Linked DNA regions of Rattus norvegicus: region 2 is linked to region 1. Evidence: chromatin contacts called from public Hi-C data. All regions are on one chromosome and are shown on one strand. Each heading gives the region's core, a stretch centred on a gene start, on an enhancer-like site or on the middle of the called end of the contact. The rest is flanking DNA. Distances are from core to core; before and after follow the strand shown.

Region 1 (5,298 bases), core at 1,366-3,865:
GGTCAGCAGGTGGCACTGTGTGCTAAATGCTGCCTCTGCAGGTCTGCCTGCTTGCACAGTGTAGTCCACCAAGCAGTACAGAGGAGTGAGACTAGAAGGCCTAATCTTCTGAGGCAGGTGAAGTAGTTTTTGTTGCTGTTGCTTATTGTCTTTGGTTGGGCACTTGGGAGGCAGAGGCAGGCAGAGCTCTGTGACTTTGAGGCCAGCCTGGTCTATGAAGCAAGTTCTAGGACAGCCAGGACTCTACAGAGAAACCCGGGTGGGGAGGTAGGGGATGGTGGGAGGGGGTAGGGCATGGGGGATGAAAGAGGTGAAAGATGTGGACGAAAGTGAAATATACCGTCAACTTTTAAGAGGAAATTGGAAAAGAAAAACTGGAATTAGAGCTATAGGAAAGACTGAGGATTCATATTTATAAAATACTTTCTTCTTACCGTAGAGCAGGCAGAAAGGTATTTTGATGGCTCTTCACACTTTCATACCTCATACCTTGTTCACGCTGGATTCAGAAAGCTCACTTCGGGGTCTGTGTTCTTACTGTGAAAGAATAGAAGTGTAGCATCTAAAGGTGATTTAACATTGCTTTTTTTCCCCTTTTAAATAGCTGTCACAGGAGGCCTTTTCAGAATAAACTTAGGTCTTCGAGGCCTGGTGGCTGGCGGTATAATTGGAGCTTTGTTGGGGTAAGTGTTAACTTGGTTTAGTCTGTCTTGTCTACTGAAGGGATTAGTACATAGAACTATATACTAATAAAGCACAAACCTAGTCCTCAGAGACTTTAAAAGATGTTTGTCTTGTATCATCAGGGGCCGTGACTATCTAGTTCCTTATTGGGGCAGTTATGAGAGGATTAAAACCAAATGCTTTTTTTAACTTAAAAATTGTGGATTTTTTTTTTTAATGTGTACATGTGTGTGTCTGTGTCTGTGCCCAAAAAGTGTCAGATCCCTTGACGTTGTCATTCCAGGCACTTGTCAGCTGCCTGGCTGGGTGCTAGGGATAAAAGTCAGGTACTCAGCAAAGACAACGCACACTCTTTCCCACTGAGCCATACCCCAGCTCTCACTGTCCACTTGTTGTATTTATAGTTATCACAGTGTAATTAAAACAGTAAATAACAACTCAGTAGCATAAACAGGATGCATATTCAAGATTCCTTTTCACGGGGTAAAATATGTGTAAACATCGCCAATATGTGAAATTACTCGTAAACAAAATATTCATAAGGAGCAAGAAAAATGACCAGAAAATTGTTCATAGAGAACACATGTGTGCTGTAGCATGTTAGAATTGTTATTTGTTTTGTTTCCATGAATACATATTTTACTTAAAGGTTCTTCTTCTTCTTCCCTAGTTAAAATGCTAGAAATTCAAAATGGTTTCAACCCTACTGAGAAGCTGGATTAATGAGTATACTAAGGCCTCATGATGGACTCAATCCCAGCCTTTAGTCCAGTGGGCAGAGGCAGACAGAGCTCTGACTGTGAGACCAACCTGCTCTATAGAGTGAGCTCCAGGACAGCCAGGGCTACGCAGAGGGCTTCTGCCTCGAAATACCCCCGTGCCCCAATAGAGAAGCTGTGTATGGGTTTGTGAAGTGGCTCAGTAAGCTTACCCCCAAGCCTGCTGTCCTGACTTGTATCCCTACAACCCACATGTTCAAAGGAAGGATCTGACTGCTGATTGTCTGTGACCTGCGCACCCATGCTCACGCACACACGTGCGCACACAGAGTAAGAAGTGTAATGGTTTAAAGACTTAGCAGGGCTGGGAAATCAGTTCAGCATCAGAGCACAAGCCCAGCATGCACAAGGCTAAGTTGAACCATTTGGGATTACCCCTAACTGTATCAGCATGCGTCTGCTAGGGAGAGTTTGCAATAGAGGTGTCAGCCCTTTCATTGCCACTGCAGTCCCCAGAGTGGTTCTCAGTTTGCTTTGATTATCCTTGCGTTAGCTTTGGGTTAAATGTTTTTGTCAGGGTTGCTACATAAGTGCAGCTGTGCCCCTGGTGTATAGCACAGCAAGAGGCATGTATGTCACCCATTATAAGCGTTAAGTATTTGGTATATTGGTGATGATCTGTGTTGGCAAGGATGGAGGTGAGAGGAAGCTGCACACACTGTTGGTGGGAATGTAAGGCAGGCAGATATCAGTGAGTATGGGGCTGCCTGGAAACTAGGGTGGATCACACTTGTATCTCAGCCCTTAGAGCAGCGGTTCTCAGCCTTCTGACGCTTCCACCTTTTAACACGGCTAGCTCCTAATGGCGTGGTGACCTCAACCATAAAATTCTTTTCTTGCTACCTCATGGCTGTAATTTAGCTACCATTGAGAGTTGCAATGTAAATATCTAATATGTCACCCCTGTGAAAGGGTCATTTAACTCCCCAAAGGGGTCAGGACCCACAGGTTGAAAACCGCTGAATTACAATATAAAAGACAGGAGTTCAAGGTCATCTTTGGCTACCTATATGATGCCAGCTTGGGCTACATGAGACCTTGTCTCAAAAAAATCAATAAACCAAAAGCAAACAGTAAAACTAAAACTGTTACATGATCCCGTGTACTATTCCCTGGCATGCACTAGAGGGAGTCTGAGTCAAACAGTCTGTGATCCGCATTTCCTCGCTGGGACTGAAAGCCAGACACTCCCTCCCTGTTCCTAGAGGCCACCCACATCTTTCTCATGGGCCATCCATGTTCAGAATAACAATCTCTCTCCTCACACTGAATCTTCTGCTCCTTTTCAGACAAAGGAGACAGCTTTTAAGCTCACTCACCCAGATAATCTCCTTCTTGATTAAACCAGAACTCCAAAATCCATATTTCCATGCAACATGGCAAAACCACAGGTGTACTAGAGACAATGGGACCCAGGAGACTGGATCCTAAAGATGAGGTGGACCAAAGTCTCATGTGATTTCCATCTTTATTCAGAGCATCAGACAGGGTCAAGAGGAATCCTTTAGTCAAGTGAACAATTACAGGACAAGTCACCCATGGCAGAGATCTTTCCACAGGGACAGCTGAATCATAGTGGCAGGTGACAGTGAGTCTCTTAGACAACTCACATCTCTCCATACACCTGGGAGGGCACAGCATGGGCCAGTCCCTAAGAACACTTGTGTGTTTTGAAGAAACTGAGGTCACAAGACTCTTTTGTCTTGTTTTGAAGTTTTCTCTCAAGCACTCAGTCCTCACACGACTCCATTCTTAGACCGTGTTCCAGCAGTGGAGGGATTCGGACAGCAAATGTGGGGAGACTTGAGGCAGGGCTCTCTATTCAGTTCCACTGCAGTTCTTTCCCATGTGATTAGGTAGGGAGCGCATGTGACTGAACACCCGTCATCCCGTCCCCACGTGCCTTTGCTGCAGTGGTTTTAACAATGCATTGACATCCTTGCACCTTGGTTTTTGGGAAGGTGCTTACAAAGACAGCCTGGTCCTGGCCATCCTTGTGTTCCCATTAATTGACATTCTTCTGAACGAGTTATCCTTCATCCCTGCTGACCCACCCATCTGCCATCCTACCACTTTGTCAGGTTGAATCATGGTTGTCTGTTCTGAAGGGAGGGGACTGAGAGGTTTGAGATGCTCTGTAGGGCAGGCCAGCCTTGACCTTGTTATCATCCTTAGCTTTCTGAATGCTGAGATTATAAGCATGATTTATTACACACAGCTGGATTTATGGATTTTATTTTACAGTTTTCTTTTTCAAGACAGGGTTTCTCTGTATACCCTTGGCTATCCTAGAACTTATTTTGTAGGCCAGGCTGGCCTTGAACTCCGAGATCTACCTTCCTCTGCCTCCTGAGTGCTGGGATTAAAGGCATATGCTGCTACCACCTGGCTTATTTTACAGTTTTTTAATTGAATGAAATTTCGTTTGTCAAAACCCACTGCTAACATTATTTTTGTTGTATTGGTAGTCTATAAGCTTGGTCTGGAGGGAAACATTGTTGAAGCTAGTGGGAAAATTTTTCCTGATAGGGTCACTAGTTTGGGCTAGCCTCAACATCCCCATGTAGCCAAGACTAAGCCTGAACTTCTGATCTTCCTACTGCTACCTCTGAGGCAGTGGGATTGCAGGCATGTACACCTGCCATTTTACCCCCTCTGTCAAACCAGCAAAAATATGTTACACTTATCATCTTGACTATTTTTTATTAGTTTTTAAAATTAGTATAGAATGGAGCATGGCATTTTCATAATACTTTGTTCTTATGGGTCCTCCCATTTTCCCACATTGTCACCATTTTAAGTATGAATTCAGTAATATTAAACATATTAATGTTGTTGTACATTACATCCCCATAATGTTTTGTCTAAAACCTGAAACTATATTTTTAAACTGTAATTCCTCTCATCACTCCACCCAGCTATTGGCAACCTTCTTTTTACTTTCCCTTCTATTTAATTTTGACATGCATACCAGAATCATACAGCATTTGAATGAATGGAATCACAACATTTCGTCCTTTTGTAACTGGCTTATTTCACTTGCTTACCAACTTGCTTGAGATTTATTTACATTGTAGCATGTAATGGTTTCTCTTTTTTAAAAAATTTATTTATTTATTACATATAAGCACACTGGAGCTGTCTTCAGACACACCAGAAGAGGGCATCAGATCCCACTACAGACGATTGTGAGCCACCATGTGGTTGCTGGAATTTGAACTCAGGACCTCTGGAAGGTCTTAACCACTAAGCCATTTCTCCAGCCCATGGTTTCTCTTTTTAGTAATACATAATTCTCTCCCTCACCCCCTCTCAGTGAGACATTTTTTAAATGTCTGCTGATGTATTTTTGGATTTCTTTTGTTTAGCAAAAAAAAAAAAAAAAGAAAGAAAGAAAGAGAATGTAAATGAGATTATTGAAATTCTGGCCAGAGAGAATTTGCCTTATAAAATTTTTATCTTGAGAACATAGGGACCAAATCCTGTTTGTCCCTATGATGATTATCTAAATCAGTCTCTTTTGTGCATGCACACACATTTTTTTGTATACATGTGCATTATGTTCATGGGTGTGGAGACTAGAAATCAATGTTGGGTGTCTTCCTTGATCGCTCTCTACCTTTTTGTTTATCTATCTATCTATCTATCTATCTATCTATCTATCTATCTATCTATCTATCTAGTCACACTGGGGTTCAAATTGAGGGCCTTGACCCACAGGAAGGGCTTTACCACTAAGCTGTGTCTTCAGCTCCATCCACTTTACTTTTAAAATGGGATCACTCACTGAAGCTGGAGCTCACTGACTGGCTCAAGATTCCCCTCTCCCCACCTC
Region 2 (5,298 bases), core at 1,376-3,875, 130 kb after region 1:
TGTTTGGAAATCCTCCTGATAAAAACTGTAATCTCTTGAGTTGGAACACTCACTATGTGTCAGGTACAGTTCTGATTGCTTTTATAAATAGGTTTATTGAACTCTCATAATTATTTAATGCAAAATGTTTGTTTGTTTTTTCCAGTAGAGACTATCTTGTTTGTTTGGCTATTCTACATTTGATCAAGCTGAGATGCCCCACAGCGAAATAACTAGATAATAATATGAAGGCAAGTGAGAGTCAATATCTGGCTCTCTATTCTTAACCTTGGCTTCCTGATGATGGACATCCTAACTCAATACCCACTCAGAAATCATATATATATATATATATACACACACACACACACACACACACATATATATATATACATACACACACACACATATATTATATATAGGGGGTGCATGCCATGGTATATTTGCAGAAGTCAAAGAACAATTTCAAAGGCTGGAAGTTGGTTCTCTCTTTCTACCATGTCAATTCAAGGGTTCAAACTCAACGTCCATCAAGCACCACAGCAAGGGTAACACTGAGCCATCTCACACCCTCCCCCTTGGAACCAAGCCTCCAAGCCTAACAGTATCTCTAATCTCAGAACTCCTGGAGAGTCTCATGGCAGAGCTGGCCTTATGCACCCAGGCACAAGGACAGCCAAGACCTTAGCAAATCCATATGCTAAGGAACACCAAAGTCGTGCTTGCTAGGGTAGATAAAATGGCGCCCTGTAAATGTGGCAGTTTTGAGTATGCTTTCATGTCGAAGACAGATGTTTAAAATAATTTAGGAACTTTGTTGGGGGAATTGGGAAATGTAAGTGGTTAAGTGAAGAGAAATTATATCACAAGAAAGGGGATTCATGGAAAGGGGAAGGACCTGAACAGGACGAAGGTCAAGAGTAAGTAATATTTTCCTCTTGGGCACTTGAAGGAAGATGCACAAAGGCAAAGCTTCACTGGGCAGGAGGCGGGGAAATCAGGCCAGAATGATTCATCGTGGTCTCAAGGAACCGCAGAGAAAAACCTTCTTCCTCACTGGTCTTAAAGAACCAGAGAAAGGGTCCTGGCTTGGATAGAGGAGAGAGGCTGGGAAAACTGGAAAAATGGAATGAGAGGTCCGGAAATCCAAGTGTTAGCCTTCCCCCTCTTGAGAGAGACATCCTCTTAAGGGAGATGCGTGAGTCACTCTGATAATGGTAAATGAGGTGGACGGGCACCTAACAACTGCCAACTGAGGCCAAGCCTGAGACCCTGTGATGTGCCCCAGCCACAGCAGTGGATGAGAAAGCCCTTAGCTCTCAAGAGCCCAAGGGGGAGCCTGGAAAGAAATGAAGTGAGGGAGATGGTCCCAGGGGCCTACAGAGAACGGCGGCAACAGGGTAGGTGAGTGGCACAGTCAAGGTGGGAAAGGAGGATACCGAGTAGTGAGTAGGATTCAGGTCAGTAGAGTGCTTCTTCAGGCGTCTGAGCGAAAGCTCAGCTTCTAGGCTGCATAACTCAGATTCGTGGAGTGAGTGTGTCCCGGACTTCCCTGTCTGAAGTGACCATGTGACAACTGCTGCTGTGCACTGTGTGGAAGAGGCACTTTGGGAAAGGGCTGTGCTAGAGAATACCAAAGGTGAAGTACAGGTCCCTAAGTAAATTTCTGAAGGAGAAGATGGCTCAGCTTATGGATGCAGTGACACCGGAAGTGAAGCAGCTCACGATTCCAGCCCTGGGCCTGTGTAGGCACTTTGTGTGTAAGGTCTAGTCAGTGAACAGCCAGTGTGATAAGGTCTAATTAGTGAACAGCCAGTGTGATAGTGATAAGGTCTAATTAGTGAACAGCCAGTGTGATAAGGTCTAATTAGTGAATAGCCAGTGTGATAAGGTCTAATTAGTGAACAGCCAGTGTGATAAGGTCTAATTAGTGAACAGCCAGCGTGATAGTGATAAGGTCTAATAGTGAACAGCCAGTGTGATAAGGTCTAGTCAGTGAATAGCCAGTGTGATAAGGTCTAATTAGTGAATAGCCAGTGTGATAAGGTCTAATTAGTGAATAGCCAGTGTGATAAGGTCTAATTAGTGAATAGCCAGTGTGATAAGGTCTAATTAGTGAATAGCCAGTGTGATAGTGATAAGGGCTAATTAGTGAACAGCCAGTGTGATAAGGTCTAGTCAGTGAATAGGCAGTGTGATAAGGTCTAATTAGTGAATAGCCAGTGTGATAAGGTCTAATTAGTGAATAGGCAGTGTGATAAGGTCTAATTAGTGAATAGCCAGTGTGATAAGGTCTAATTAGTGAACAGCCAGTGTGATAAGGTCTAATTAGTGAATAGGCAGTGTGATAAGGTCTAATTAGTGAATAGCCAGTGTGATAAGGTCTAATTAGTGAACAGCCAGTGTGATAAGGTCTAATTAGTGAACAGCCAGTGTGATAAGGTCTAATTAGTGAATAGCCAGTGTGATAAGGTCTAATTAGTGAACAGCCAGTGTGATAAGGTCTAATTAGTGAACAGCCGCACATGCTTCCAGTTTAAAGCAAAGAAAATAACTCAAGACCAAGTCTTTTCTTCCTGCAGATGATAGTACCTGGTGACCAAAAATCAACAGAATCCCTGGACTCTAGGAAGACAGACAGACGCCCAGAGAGTCACGGGGCCTATCAGTGAATAAACCTTTGCCAGGAAAGTAGCCAGGCTGACTGAAGCCGCACCAGGAAGCAGCTCAGGTTTTATTCCAGTGGAATAGAAAACCATTTGAAATTTTGAACTGAAGGATAGTGAAGCCTTACACATGTTTATTTACTTTCCTTATGGCTAGACAGCAGGACCCTCGAAATGGCAGTGCCGGTGACACTGTCCTAGTCAGAAGGACTTTGGCTGGGTAAATAGAAAGACTGTTACTGGGTAAGCAGAAGCCTGAAATCTGGTTTCTGTTTACCAGAAAATCGGATCTCACTGGGCATGTTTATGTTTGCCAGGAATCTCCCTTAATTCTTTAATCCACCCCCAAAGGCCATCGACCTTGGGCAAGAGCAACTAGTTCCTGGTCAGTCAGAACAGTATCAGCTCAAAGACTCCCACCCTGCTCACTGCCATATAAAATCCACTTTCTTTTCCACTATCTTGCCCCCCCCCCATCCCTTTGCTCCACCCCCACCCCGCCCCACCAGATGGCCTTGGTAGTTTGATCACAATAAACCATTCTTTCTACCCACGGGGTGGTCTAGTGCAGTGGTTTCCCTGCACTCTTGCACACAATGGTGAAACTTTCAGATGAGCATTTTGTTGTGCGGGGAGGAGGGACAGAGGGATGGTTACATTGCAGGGAATCTAATTCTGAAGTAATGGTGGCTTGATGTTCGTGCTTACCACGGAGGAGGGTGGGATCTAGTCTGAAGACAGAGATAACAGTATAGCAAAAAAGCCTCCAAAGCTTGGGGCCTGAACAAATGAGCAAAGAGGTAGATGGGCGGGGCGGGGCGAGGTGGGGCGGGGCGAGACGGGGCGAGGTGGGGCGGGGCGAGACGGGGCGAGGTGGGGCGGGGCCTGGCGAGGTGGGGCGGGGCGAGACGGGGCGGGGCGGGGCGGGGCGAGGTGGGGGTGGCGAGCAAACGGTGAGGAAGACAGGATCGCTGCAAAGGGTTAAAGCATCATGCTTCCATTTAAATAGCTCTTCTAAAGAATGGGATGGAAGAAGAAAGGTGAGGAGGAAAGGAGAGGGAGAGAGACCTCAATTCGAAGTTACAAAGTGAATGCAATTTTGATACTCAACCTGACTGCATTACAAAATACAGAGACACAAAGTGTTCTCAAACCAAGTTCAGAAATACATGGAAATACCAGGATACAGCTGGGTTTGTTCCAGGAATAAGATAGATTTATTTCAGGATGTATGGGTTTTTGTTCTGTTTTTCTTGGCTTAAAAAAAAGCATCTCTATTGGTAGAATTTACAGTGTTATCAGAATAAAGGAGACAAGTAATCTCAGTAAATGTAGAGGCCCAGTGTGGCGACAGGAGCCTATAATCACCATTGGGGAAGTGGAGGCAGGAGGATGAGGAGTTTGAGGCCATCCTTGGGTATATAGCAAGTTTTAGTTCAGCCTGGGTTCCATGAAACCCTCAAAACAAACACCACAGACCAAAAGAATAAGAATAAAAAAAAGAGGGGTTGGGGATTTAGCTCAGTGGTAGAGCGCTTGCCTAGCAAGCACAAGGCCCTGGGTTCGGTCCCCAGCTTGAAAAAAAGAAAAGAAGAAAAAAAAGAAGAAAACCATTTGATAACATTAATATTCGTTCACATTTCAAAGGAATACGAATATAGAGAAATTTCATCTGAAAAAGAAAAAGAGAAGCATCTTAAGCACCGACTCTGTTTTTCTTAAGTAAAAAGAAACTGCTCAGACTTAAGCACTCCTCGGACTAATGACAAAATATCAAAAATCTTTTCCTCTAGGGAGCTGTAAAAGGAAGATGCCCTCTGCCATCCACTCTGTCCCCGTACTAAAGGTCCTACCTAACAGGTACCGGAAAGGACTGGCGGGGAAGGATGGGTCAGCAAAGAAGAAAAACTGTCGCTAAACATAGAGAACGTAATGTTATCTATGGAACGTAATGGAAAATCCTGCAGAATGTGTAGATTATGATGAGAATTAATGCATGTAAGAAAACCCTGCAGAATGTGTAGATTATGATGAGAATTAATGCATGTATTTATCATAATTACTGAGTGGAAGTTGAAATCACAAAACTTATTTGTATTATGTAAGCAGCAATGGGCAACCGGAAAGTAAGAAGTATTTAATGATAGCATCTATAATCACAACGAACTCATCAAATAACTACAAACATGAAACGTAACTGTGAGAAAATAAAGGAGACAAGAATGAAGTGCTAGGCTATGCTCAGAAATTGGAAAAAAAATCAGTGCTGTGGAGATAACAGTTGTCCACACTTGACCTGTGTATGCTTCAAAATGGACATGCTAGCTGTAAAGCTTATGTACAACTCAGGGAACAGTTATGTGCCATTGTAACCCAGGAACAGCTAGACTGCCAGATACCAAAGCTCACTCTAACACTACATCAGCTACTGTAAGGTGGCCTTACTAATGGATGGAAACAGAACAGGATGTAGCACAGGGGCACTACAAGAAGCAAACAGAGCTACCGTAGCCCAGCTCCAGAAAGAACTGTGGGTACAGGGGCATTTGACTTATGACAAAAGGTGGTGACGGATGCTAGTGTAATGGTTAATAACCATTTCAGTAACGAACGCCCAGTGGGCCTTGGCTTCATGCCACACTCCAAACCCAAA

What was found. A called contact is a pair of places that touch in the nucleus more often than the background predicts.
Region 2: a Hi-C map of hepatocytes shows a contact between it and region 1, with 2.7 times the contacts expected there. The contact joins two enhancer-like sites. A contact is called at or near these places in 4 of 12 Hi-C or Micro-C datasets (hepatocytes, kidney and liver).

What each region holds. Positions count from the first base shown.
Region 1 is chr11:75,748,341-75,753,638 of GRCr8, forward strand. It overlaps Timmdc1 (translocase of inner mitochondrial membrane domain containing 1), which reads left to right. Exons shown (of 7, transcript NM_001007676.1): 5 at 605-683. Among named protein-coding and RNA genes, the nearest start is that of Timmdc1, 16 kb to the left of the region's middle. Within about 2 kb of position 2,616, at least 14 of the 93 cell types and tissues checked have an H3K27ac peak or open chromatin away from gene starts, as enhancers often do. A contact at or near this core is called in hepatocytes, where this site is marked.
Region 2 is chr11:75,873,661-75,878,958 of GRCr8, forward strand. It overlaps a transcript of Popdc2 not described here. Among named protein-coding and RNA genes, the nearest start is that of Popdc2, 20 kb to the right of the region's middle. Within about 2 kb of position 2,626, at least 7 of the 93 cell types and tissues checked have an H3K27ac peak or open chromatin away from gene starts, as enhancers often do. A contact at or near this core is called in hepatocytes, where this site is marked.